Regions from separate parts of the Capsicum annuum genome. Here region 1 is linked to region 2. A link is a contact called in public Hi-C data. All regions are on one chromosome and are shown on one strand. The core of a region is the stretch at or near the end of the contact, and the rest is flanking DNA. Distances in the headings are between cores, read along the strand shown. Region 1 overlaps LOC107842271. Region 2 holds the start of LOC107842291.

What was found. A called contact is a pair of places that touch in the nucleus more often than the background predicts.
Region 1: a contact with region 2 is called in a Hi-C map of leaf, with 2.9 times the contacts expected there. The contact joins the enhancer-like site here to the promoter of LOC107842291 in region 2. A contact is called at or near these places in 3 of 5 Hi-C or Micro-C datasets (bud, leaf and placenta).

The regions. Positions count from the first base shown.
Region 1 is chr1:178,839,481-178,846,351 of UCD10Xv1.1, forward strand. It overlaps LOC107842271, which reads left to right. Exons shown (of 5, transcript XR_007052848.1): 4 at 1-3,592; 5 at 6,421-6,823. Among protein-coding and RNA genes, the nearest start is that of LOC107842250, 9.8 kb to the right of the region's middle. Within about 2 kb of position 5,346, at least 3 of the 5 cell types and tissues checked have an H3K27ac peak or open chromatin away from gene starts, as enhancers often do. A contact at or near this core is called in leaf, where this site is marked.
Region 2 is chr1:178,772,656-178,778,906 of UCD10Xv1.1, forward strand. It overlaps LOC107842291, which reads right to left and starts at 3,167. Exons shown (of 12, transcript XM_016686055.2): 1 at 2,690-3,167. The coding sequence starts at 3,006. It overlaps TRNAR-UCU (a tRNA gene), which reads left to right and starts at 480; the gene lies at 480-556.

The DNA.
Region 1 (6,871 bases), core at 4,096-6,595, 69 kb after region 2:
AGTAGATGAGATAAAAGCACCAGAAACTATGTGGCGTTTATTCGCCTTTGTTATTAGCGAAATGACTCCAAGTGTTTACCACCTCTAACTACATCTTGATAAACAACAGTTTGTCTCTTTTAAAAAAATCTACGACATTAATAGCATAGCAAAAAATCCTATGATTAATAAAACAATGTTAACTGAATTTTTCTTAATGAATGCAACAAATAAAGACGCTAAAGAACTTAATTTATTGTACCAAGATTTTTCGCAATACTTTGTGTGGTCATCTAGCTATAAAATATGGACCAAACGAATACGTGGTAAAATTATTGGCCGTGTTGTAACGTCTCATCCAACAGGGGGAGAAAGATATTATCTTAGATTATTACTGATGAATGTAAAAGCACTAAAATCATATGACGACCTTCTCAGAGTAATGGTGTACGTTGTGAGACATTTAGAGGATCTGCAGAAAAAAAGAGGTTTGTTACAATCTGATAACGACTTGATTGAATGTATGTCGGAGGCTGCTTGTTATCAAATGGCTTATAGTTTGCGACGTTTATTTGCTATGATATTGGTATATTGTAACCCTGATAATCCAAAAAAATTATGGGAGCAATTCAAAGATTCAATGTCTGAAGACTTTAAACACTTACAAAATTTTACAAAAAAAAATATCCACTTTGTCGTCGTAAAACATATCAATGATATATTACATTCTATGGGATGTGATATTAATGAGTTCAACCTTGTTCCAAAAATTATTTCATCTTCAAAAGTAACAAATGAAGCAAAAGAAGTGTATTTTGAAAGAAACATCAATGTGAGTGATGAAGAATTATTATTACACCAAAAATTAAATAAAGAACAAAATAAAGCATATGATATAATCCTTCAAAGAGTGTTCGCTAACAAATCAAGAGCTTTTTTAATTGACGGCTCCGGTGAAATTGGTAAGACATTTTTATATTGTGCCTTATTAGCAACTGTGAGATCTAAAGGATTTATAGCATTAGCAACAACAACTTCTGAAGTTGTTGCTTCGATCCTTCCAGGAGAACGAATAACTCATTCACACTTTAAGATTCCAATTAATATTGATGAAAAGTTCTCTTGTAATATCGGCAAACAAAGTTCACTGGCATCTTTGATTCATGATGAAAAATTGATTGTGTGGGATGAAGTATCGATAAAAAAAAAATATGATTGATGCATCTAATTCTCTTTTGAAATATATAATGGATTCAAATATGTTATCTGGTGAAAAAGTTGTCGTGTTTGGAGGAGATTTTAGACAAACTCTTCTTGTCGTTCGAGGTGGCCGAAAAGAAGACTTTATTCGAGAAAGTATATTGTATTCAGAAATATGGAACTACCTTGAGAAACTTCGATTATTAGAAAATATGCGCTCTAAAACTGATGCCTCTTTTTGTGAGTACCTAATGCGGATAGGAAATGGATAAGAAAATACTAACATAAATGGTAAAATAACTATCCCAAACTATTTCATTGTTCCATAAACCACTGAAAAAGAATCATTAGATCTTCTTTTCAAAATAATATATCCTAATTTTCACACATCTTTTGAAGATTTAAGTTTTCTAACATCCTGTGTTATCTTAACAACAAAAAATGACTTCGTTGATGAGTTAAATGATAGACTTATAAGTCAATCTCCTAAAGATTCTAAGATATTTGTTGCAATTGATGAAACTATTGAGCAAAATGATCAAAGTGAGTTTGAGGATTTTATGCATTCATTTAACCCTCCTGGTCTGTCTCCTTACAAATTAACCTTAAAAGAAAATTGTCCTATTATTTAATTGAGAAATTTAAATCCTTGTGAAGGATTATACAATAGTACACGATTGATATGTTGTGATTTTAAGAGTCACGTTATAAGTACAAAACTTGCCAGTGGTGATTTTAAGAATGTACATGTATTTATTTTAAGGATACCGTTGTTATCTTCGGATGATGAAAAATTGCCTATTCCTTTAAAAAACACAATTTTCAGTTCGACTGTGTTTTGCTATGACAATTAATAAAGCTCAAGGACAAATATTAGATTATATTGGAATTTATTTACGTGAGCCTGTCTTTTCACATGATCAATTAAATGTTACTTTATCGAGAGCGAAAAATTCAAACTGCATAAAAATATTAATTCAACCACCTACTGCTGATAATGATGATGACCAGTCTACTTACAATATAGTAGTATATGATGAAATCATTTCTAAAGCTCTTCTTTAACTTAATATATATCTACATTCAGATTTAAATAAAATTAACAAAACATTAGAAAATTTCTCGACCAACACGTTACATAATTTATCTTGATATTTTTCTTGATATTGCTAACACTATTTGCTCATTATACTAATAAAAGACAACTCCTTTGCACCTTCATCGCTTTTTTTTTATATTTAATTTTGAAATTACAAAAAGATTGAATTTTTTTGATAATTTTGATTTAATACATTGATCTGAGTATTGTTTTAGAATTCTTGTGTATCTAAGTCTGCAATTAGAGGAAAACAATGATACAGAAGTTCTAATTAGCAGACACAGTCTTGCTTATGACTCCTACATAGAATAATAGAAGATATAGAGGTAAAGACATTGTATATAATTGAATATAGAATAATAGAAGATATAGAGGTAAAGACATTGTATATAATTGAAAAAAGTAAGTTGACAGCAAAAGTAAAAATTCAATCAGCTGGGTAAAGAAAATAAAGAAGTTGATGGAGATGGTATGGTTGAAATCCTTATATAAGAAATTGTTGCTGATATTGGAAGCAACACCAACTCAACAGCGATGCATGTACTGTTTGTGAGTTCTGTTTAGTGGTTGATCTGGTTTTGTGTTTCAGAGTTTGATTTGCTTATGATTCTAAGGATAATAGGGATTTTTCGATAACCACATGGAATGATTAACAATGACTTGCTAATTTGTTTATCTATGCTTCAATTAGGATTTGGCAAAATCGAGTTTAAATTTGAAAGACCTTTCTTTATTTTCAGACCAAGAACGGGTAAGAATGAATTCAAAAAGGAAATCTTTCTTGAATTGCAATCTTTTAAATTTTATTAGGTACTTTTTCCGGTGTTTGTATCAGTAAAAATGGTATCTTTATTGCGGAGTTGCTCATCTAAGATGGGCTAAGAATTTGGTGGAAACATCTCATGTGGGCATGACGCAAGTAACATTATCTTTTTTCTTTTGTTCTATTGCTTTGATTTTTATAGTTAGAAGTTCGTTCTGGATTCTGCATGAATTTTAAATTTATATTCAAGTGTACTTTAGACTGTAAATGATGGAGGGAATTATGACGTGTTAATCATAAAATTAGCGATTGAAACAATTGGCTATCTAGATTTTTTCCATGTCCACTGTCTTCTACTTTGTTTTTCTTCTTCTTCCCGTCTTAGTTTGGACTGTGTTCTTCCACTCAGTTTTTCTCATTTTGTTTGCAATTATTTTGCCTAATTTATTTTTTTATCTGTTCGTGGCTTTAAAAATTGACGATGCTAAAAACAAGGCCCTTGAAGTCGTGGGTGGTGAAAGGATATACTAAATAACTGACAAGCCCAAAAGGTAATCTTTTCTACTCTTACAAAATAAAGATATGTCTTTTTACATTGGTCGTACGCCTTCTAAGGTAAGCCTTTTTTGTGTGTGAAATTTTTATTTGATTTTATTTTTTGTACAGACCTATTTTTGTTAATTGTGTTGATTGTTGTATTTTTGTTAATTTGAAGAGTAGTTGTAGAAGAGATTTTGTGTGGATGTGACAATAGAGAAATCTTCTTGCTGAAAATTGAAAATATATTTTTGGTGGTTTGAATTGTCAGGTATATTTATCAATGTGTTCTTGCTTTAGAAAATTTACTATTTTACTTGTTTATTTTTGTTGTATGTCTTGATAAATGTTGTGTCATAATATTAAAATTCTGATTTTGTCAATGTGTAAACATTAAACCAATTTCATCATGTTTCTAGGTGATATGTGTATGTTGTAGCACAGAAGCCATATGCAAGTTGCAGTTCAATATGGTTTTGATGTTATTGCAAGATTAGGTTGTAATTTGATTTTACTACAACAAGGTATTTGCTAAAACTAGAGTGTTAACGCGTGCTAGCTACTGCAACCATAAACCCCAAGATCAGATTTTCATTAATGCAAGGCCAACTAGGTAGGTGGAACAGTATTTTGTTTTTGTTTCCTCTTTTTCTGAGGTGAAGATAGGAAAAAATTAGTTGCAGGAGAAACGTTTCTACTTTTAAGTTCTCAAAAATAATAAAATAATTATTCTGCATGATTAGTAAAAAATGAAAAAATCCATAGATTTTCTGTAGAAATTTTGGGATGTGGTTACACAGTTGGAGAACAAAAGAAAGTAAAAATTAATCTTCTGTGCTACTGCTGTTTAGATGCTTCAAGAGGTTGAAGTTAGTTAATCATGACCAAAAGATATGCACAAATTTTTATAAATTATTTGTCACAAGGAGTTCAGTGCTCTTCCGTGGGTATCACTTTCTATTCTAGAGCCATGTCAGATTTAACCAAGATATGATAAGATATTAGGATTACAAACCATTAGTGAAGGATAAAATTGTTTATCCTGCCTTCTACATAAAGAGTGTTGTTGTTTATCCACTTATTTGTGCTCTATTTGCATCCCGTTGTTCCTTGCAACTATAATGAGTCAAACACGTGGAGAAATTATAACTTGAACGGCACATCAATTTGTGCATATTGGTTGCGGTGCTCTCCTAGAAATACCCTCCCAATGCCAACATTTTTTTGAAAATATTTTTGGTCCCTAAGGACATGATTATATTTTTAATTAGCTTATTGTGTGAAAAGCCTAGACACGAATACATCATATAATTTTAAAGAGTGTGTTCCATATCTAATACTCCCTCCATTTCAAAAATTATGACATACTTTTCTTTTTATTTCGTTTCAAAAGAATGACCCCTTTCCTGAAGTCTTTTTTATTTTCTTAAACTCTGTGCAAGTGCCTGCTCGAGATGTTCATAATACATTTAGATTATAATATCCAAAAAGAAGCCACACTTCACCTTGCGCTTCGAATTCGTGGAGGTGACCACTGAGAATGCAGTTCTTTTATAGCTGTTGTAAGTTGTGTTTGTTCTGATGGCTCCATTCTTTCATGTATGAAAGATTGTGTAACAAGATTTGTTGATTTTGAAGTAGTCTCCTGTTGAATGACAAATTTTAAGCTGGTTTGATGATATGATGATTTTTTTTGTTCCTTTTCCTATTTTCTGCCCGAAGTTTGAGATTTTTCTGCTTGTTGACTAAATGTCGTGTTCTCATCTCACTCCTGTCCCCCAATTGGCTTTGCTTCATATCTCAATTAACATTCCACACATTGAGCAAAGGAGCTTCGTCCACTTACAGCAGCTGCTGAAAAACTTAATACAATCATGACTACAAATTGTAATTCATTACTGGTTTTTGGATAAACATAATATTCCTACTGCCAGAGCCAAATGTACCCATTTTTTTTACATGTTTGTCATACTTCTGGCAAAACAACAATCCCACCTTGTCCAAATGATACGAACAAAGTGACCAGTCTTTTTGCGGAGGCAGCAAATGGATGGTAAGGCATTGAAATTGAACTAGCAGAAGTTGAAATTCGTAGCTACAACAGCAGAAGTGGAGAAAAGAAGTTTAAATCATGTCCTGTTCTGAATGAAAATGGTGTCAATTTAATGTTTGCACTTGGATATCGCTGAGTTAACAACTTCTTTGTTGTCTAGGAAATGTTTTATGTTTATGCATCGTTGTAATATTATCGCCAAATATGTCAAATAATTATCCCAGGAAGAGCTTGATATAGCTTTAACACAAAAGCCTCAACCATCTAGTAATTAGATTAACTATCGCCGTTATAACTCGCCTCTTACACCAAGTATTATAATCACCATCGCTATAGATAATCTCTACTATCACTACCGAACATAAAAATTATATTAGTTAAAATATTTAATTACTTTTTAACTAGTTTATTTATTTAATATGTTTACAAATAAATGAATCGAAAAAATGATGATAAATGATGCGTATATATTCTCTGTTATACTTGAGTATAGATATACCCCTACCATCAATAAAATGGTACATATATGCCACTCACACTAACAGTAGCGACATATGTGTACCCAACGTATGACGGAGGGTATATACGTACCATTTATTATAATTTGGGGATATATTTGTCCTTTTTATTTTAATTTTTATATCCCAAGTAATTAACTCAAATACACTACCGATTCAAGAAATCCATCGAGTCCGATTTCAAACCAACTCGATCCAATTTCTATTTTTTATTCCAAATTCGATACTCCCTCTGTTTTTCTCTTAAACGTGAACCCTAATCAAATTATAGTGATTGGTCATTGATGCAAGTTTGGTGTTTACTGGATGAAGGGAGTGGAGATTGTCCAAAGGTGGCCAGAACTAGAGGTGACGTGATAGATCACCGGTGGGGCGTTTTCAGTTCGACGGAGACGATGTCTATGTGGTGTTGACTATCAGCGGGTATTGTTTTTGAGATGGAGTTTTTCTTAAAATTAAAATGTGAGAGGTTCAATGTATTTGGTGTTATTTTTGGGTGTCTGGTTGAATGACTTTTTTTTAAAAAAAATTGATAGTAATGGAGTGAAGTTTATGGATATATTTGTTCAATAGAAATGGAGGAGATGGTGTAATTAGTTGTTATTAATTGTATTATTGTTATTGCTCATGTATTATTGTTGGTGTTAATGGAGGAGCAGAAGAGAGTTGTTATTCCTGATAGGTGTTACTGTATTGGGTGTGTATATTGTTATAGGAGTAAA
Region 2 (6,251 bases), core at 1,917-4,416:
GCTCGGCAAGTGTTTATATTCTAAAAAGGACTCAATGATGACATAATTATTTATATTATATAAATGCTTCATAGTTTATGTAACAAAAAATCTAAAGAGACCGAAGAAATCAACTGAAATTTCAGTCTAGTTTCCATGTCATCCTTTGTGGCAATATTCCATTTTGATAATTAAATCTTCAACAAGATTTAAATTTTCATAGTTAAACTAATTTTTTTCATATACATCCAAATGATTTAAATAATAAAACAAAGAGTGAGAGAAACTTCCTGTATGGGTTTCTGAAATTTAGACAAAGCAAGAGGAGAAAAAAATTGTTGAAATAAGGAAATTATTTCCATTTCAAGCTTAAAACAAAACAAAAGAAAATGAAGTCAGAAAAGTTAACAAACGAAAAAGATTAACAAAATTAAATCAGAAACTTATACGATTAAACTATCTACGTACTAACTACAATACTAATATATTTAAAGCTTGTTGCCCCCATGGCCTAATGGATAAGGTGCTTGACTTCTAATCAAGCGATTGTGGGTTCGAGTCCCACTGGGGTTGAGCTATATTTGTGCAGCAGAAACCAAAAAGGAAGAAAAAACTCTAACATAAAAAAGTTCTAAAAAAGTATGTCAACATGGAATCAAACTCGCACACTCAAGGAAACTAATTTGACCCTTAGCCGCTGGCGCCATCTGCTCTCTATGACTGCAGGCGGCACTAAGAAAGTTTGACATATATCTTATACATATATATACATAATTTCAACGAGGGTGTCCGGATGTCGTGGCACTCACACACTTCTGCATAGATCCACCCCTATTTGGAGATGGATGGCCCTTTCCACTGGGCACTAATAATGAACCTTATTAGGAAACATACAACAAACAGCTTTGGCACTTCTACATGCATGTACATATTGACAAGAGAATTGTGATTAGGGATACAAGGTGCAGGTTCATTTACATGACCATAATTTGTCAGGATGGTAAGTTTTATAATGATGGTAAGCACGTAGCCTGTCATCAAACATGCATTAAAGGAGACCAGACAGCATGCGGTCTTCAATTACAAATTTTAACCAAGTGGATGTTGCTATTAAATGATTGCAGGAAATATACATGAGGACCTTGAGTATACTTGAAGTGGAACAAGTGCAAGAGGAGTTATGGATACACGAAGCTAGTATTTTTGACGCGCTGATTTGTCAGTTGCAAAGCAACAAAACTCAAACTATTACTTCTTCCTTCCCCAAAAGAATGACAGCATTTAGAGGCAGAGGATTAACATATCTAATTTCAGTGTGATTCCGATATAGATTTATAAATTTTCTTTAAATAAAATGTACATATTTAGATACTAGATTAAATGTACTGAAGATCACATTTCTTATAGAAATATTTTTATAACTAAAAATTCTATTGCGATTATCCAAATAGAGTTAGAAAATTAGAAATAATGCAATTTCTTTTTTTTGGGTGGGGGGCATGGAGTAACAGATACTGAGAAAAAAACACCATGATAGTAGCCATGAAACATCAAACCTTCAGCAGAATAGACAACCATGAAGCAAACAGCAAAAACTTCTATACTTTTCCAACGGAATTAGCCAACTAAATCATATCCAAGAAGAAAAAGAAAAGCCCCACAAAAAATGGAGTTGAAGGGTGCAATATGAGACCCAAAACCTCGAACGTAAATCATGAAGTAAAAGCTAAGGAATCTGAAGTACTCTTTTAATGTGCGCTTTAGTGTCATCAAAGTTCCAGAAATACTTTCCCTTGCCAATGAGCCTTCTATGAAGAGGCATATAAACAATTGGAATTTCACTTTATCAATATTTTTTTCAATTTCTCTGTTCAAATATTTGTCATTCATGCTTATAATTATTAGTCTTGGACTAAACATATAAATTTGTATTTTTCTCCCTTTGCGCTTAAAGCCCTAACGGATCTTAGAGCTTAGGGACAGACCTATGTGCAATTTTGTGGTGCTTCGGTACCCGTTAAACCTGACGCAGACTAGGTATAATTATATATGAAATGTATAAAAATTGGTATAGGATTTAAAAAAGCGCCCTTGAAACCAAGAAGTTGCCTAGGTGCTTTGGTTTCCAGGTGGGACCTTAAAACTTAGGGCGTCAATATGTGTGATTGAACCTCCCGGGCACCACGACTCCTAAATCCTGGTTCCATCGCCACTGTTAAAGCTCTTATGGAATTTTTGTTTTTGATAGCACTGTGTAAATAGAAAAAATACACCCCACCAAGAATGAAACTTTTCTACTCTATAACTGAAAATTAATGGAGAGAGCCAAACCAAATTATAATCAGAAATAAAAACCCACCAAAAGCACCACACCTTCTGCCAAATTACAGAAAGTTTTGTACTTGTCGTTGCAAATGCAAGTAAAATGATACTCGCACTGTCCCATTTTATGTGGCAGCCTTTCATTTTTAGCCCGTCCCCAAAAATAATGTCACCTTACTATACTTAGAAACAAATATCTGTTGGCAACCATGGCATAAAAAGGCTAAATGGTGCACTTGTTTGAGTGTTCGAGCCATTTATTTAGAAAACCAGGGATGAATTCTCACTAAATGCACTTTTTTCGCATCCATGTTCTAAAAATCCAAAATTCGCCTCTGAAAGCAAGTAAAATAATACTAGTATAATGAAAGTAAAGGGGTGTAAGAACCTGAAATAAGAACTACGGGAAAGGATAAGACGATGAAGGTGATAAGTAGAACCCATAGCTTGAACAATGACATCAGAAAATGAGCCATCATTAAACCCTTCCAATTGAATATGATCACATAGGGATGTTAGGTTACAATCCAATGCTCGAAGTTCATTGCTACTCTGGTCGTTATCTGAGTGTTGTGACTGTAATTGACTTGACGTTTGTCTTGTCGTTTCCATAGCTAATGATCCTCCTCCTCCGGTGCCGGTGCCGGTGCCGGTGCCGCTTCCGACATATGTTCTCTGCTGCCGGTTAGGGTACTGTTGTTCCATTTTTATATACCCAAATGGGTATCGATCCGAAGAAATGGAGGTATCGGAAATTTTTGGAATTCAGACAGGAAAAAGGAAAAAGTGTTGGCTTGTAAGTTTGGGAAAGCAAAAAAAAGATTAAAAAAAAAAAAAAAATCTCTTATGGCTTTGCTAGAAACAAATGAGATTTTTTTTTAATTTCTATTTTGACATATAATTAAACAAATTGACCATTTGGTCAGAGGGTGTGTTTGGTACGAATGAAAACATTTTTTGGAAAATATTTTTTCAATTTTCTCATGTTTGGTTGACTTAAAAGGTTTTAAAAAATGTTTTCCAAATCAATTCATTTTCCTTAAATATAAGGAAAATAACTTCTTTTCAAAAAGTAAAAAAAATATTTTTCAAAACTCTCTTTCAATCTCTCTCTTAAATTGAAATATTCATACAACTTTCAAAATCACTCATCTCTACTCCGACCCTCAATCCCCACCCTCACCCCTACCTTGCCCCTACCACTCCTATTAAAAAAAATATTTTAAATTTTTTTCTTACCTCACCCCTTACCCAAAACTCAAAACCCTACTCCCTTCCGCTTTCCAAAAAAAATAAATTATTTTTTTTAAAAAAAATCAAACTTTTTTCTTACCTCCCCTACCCCAACATCCTACCAACCTCCTCTCACCTACCCCTTCAAGAAAATTAAATTTTTTAAATTTATTTTTGAAAAATTTTAATTTTTTCCTTACCCCACCTCACTCCCCTACCCCTACCCCACGCCCTACCACCCCATCCAAAAAAAATATTTCAAATTTTTTTCTTACTCGACTCATACTCCCCTACCCCCAAACCCACCTCCTAACAAGCCCCCCAACCCCCCCCCCAAAAAAAAATTAATTTGTTTTTTACAAAAATTAAAATTATTTTCTTACCCATCCTTACTACCTATTTTGACAACCCCAACCAAACCTACCAACCCCTCTCCAAAAAAAAAATTAATATTTTTAATTTATTTTTTAAAAATAGTTCAAAACTTTTTTCTTATCCCACCCTTTTTATCATATTCGTTTTCATTGTTTTTGTTAAATATATACAAATACTTTTAAAAAATATATATTTATCCAATTTGCATAACAAACACACAAATATAATTAAGAAACAATTTATTTTTCTATAAAATATTTCTCCTCCTTCATTCGAACACATCCTAAAACAATATTTTTTGAGATCAAAAATTATTTTTTAAAAATGTATTTTTACGCTTTACCTAAACATTAAAATGTATTTTTTAAAAAATATTTTTTCATTCACCAACAGAGCACTACAAAATATTTTTCGGAAAATATTTTTCTTCGTACCAAACACACCCATAATTCCTAACCAAAATAGCTAAATTATGTATTTATTATTCTAATAACTCGCCCTTCGGTTCCCGTAGCTTCAACAAACTGTCAATGGCGACCAAAAAAACATTTTTCGACGGATCAGAATGGATTGACCAAGCTACGCTCTATTAAAACCTTATTTGCGTGGAATGAATTGATTTGAAACTGTTTAGAGGAAAATTTGAATCGATGCTCATTAAAATTTGTCATTCAAGAATTTTGAAGCTTAAATTTTAAAACTTGGCCTACTACTAGTGTGAATTTCTTTGAGTGAAATAATATATCAAAAGAATTGAGACATCGAAAAAACTTATATCTAAAATTTGAGTTGATATCCATTGAAATCCGTCATTTTGAAATTTGACCTATTGCAAACAGGATCATTCTGAGTAATAATATATCAAAAGATTGGAAAACATCGAGAGTAGCTCATATCTAAAATTTAAAATTGTTTAGAGGAGATTTAAGCTTATCGGAACTAAAAAAAAAAAAAAAAACTAATTCATTGAAAAAGATAAACTACTATAGTGAATAAACGTTGTATAATCGTGTAATGTATTGTATGTATATATATCTTTGATACACCGCTATATATCATATAAATACTTGATTTTATATATAAATACACACAGACATTACATATACACGTGGTCATTAGCTGAAAGTTTGTTGTTTTACGGTTCATTTGTATAGGATACACCTTTTTCGTTCAACAATTTTTTCTATTAAATGTGATATATTAAATATTTTTAATTTATACCCATCAGTTTCATCCTGAACTAATTTTGAAAAGTCATTTACACACTTACGTCTATGTGGCATGTGTGCAATCCAAATATTTTGGGCGCATACAGATATAATGTATATAAAAAAAGTTAACTAAAAATAAAGTTAAGTGCACACATGTTATTTTTCTAGCGGATGTTATGAAGCTAATTATCATTAATTTGCTAATTTTTATAGGCTTCTTTTTCTTTTCACTTTTTGGTAAATAATTTCTTTTCTTTTGCTTATTTTTTTTCCTTCCTCTTTCATCATTTTCACTGTACTTGATACCCATTAATGACCATCAAAATGTCCACCACGTCCAACCACCAAAACATTCACCAAGTGCACCTTCCTTTTTTCCCTCTAGAATTCAGTTAATTTACTTAAAATGGAAAGTGAATCATCAGCAAAAGATTAGAAAATATTGATCCTAACAATCATCGAAAAAGACTGAAAAACTCATTGAAGTTTTGCCAGAAAATCTTACTAGAAAGTTTACGGTTTTGACGAAATTTCTTTGACCTTCATCATTTCATTTTCTATTCCTCAAAGCACATAGAAAAACACCTTTCTCAAATCTTTCTCATTGTAATTCAATTTCAAGATCTAAAAGTATCGATTGAAAAGTTTTCACCTTCATCGGAGAATAATATTTCAGCGAACTTCACTTTTGCCTTTATCACTATTTATCTCACGACCCATCCTTGTTGAGAAACTTTTGTATCTTAATTTGTTTGTTGCTCTGTTAATCTATTTATTTATTGGAAAAGTTTCTTTTGGAGAGGTGACATAAGAGATGAAGGGGGTAAGGATAATGGAGTTGAAAATTTGTGTTTGATGTGAAAGTGACGTGGAGCGAGTGTATTTTACCGCTCAATTTATCATTGATTTTGAGTTTGACAATGAGGTGTTAGGTTCACTAAAAAAAATAATAAGAGTGTAACAAATCGCCTGATTAATTTAAGGGTGTAAGTAACTTTTTGAAATAAATTTAGGATGGAACTAATATCTTTTCCCTATAAAAATTGATGAAACATTGGTCATTCAGTCATAATTCTCACACAAAATAGCAAATTATCCATTTGTTCCCTTAATTAGCCCTTTTACCCTTCT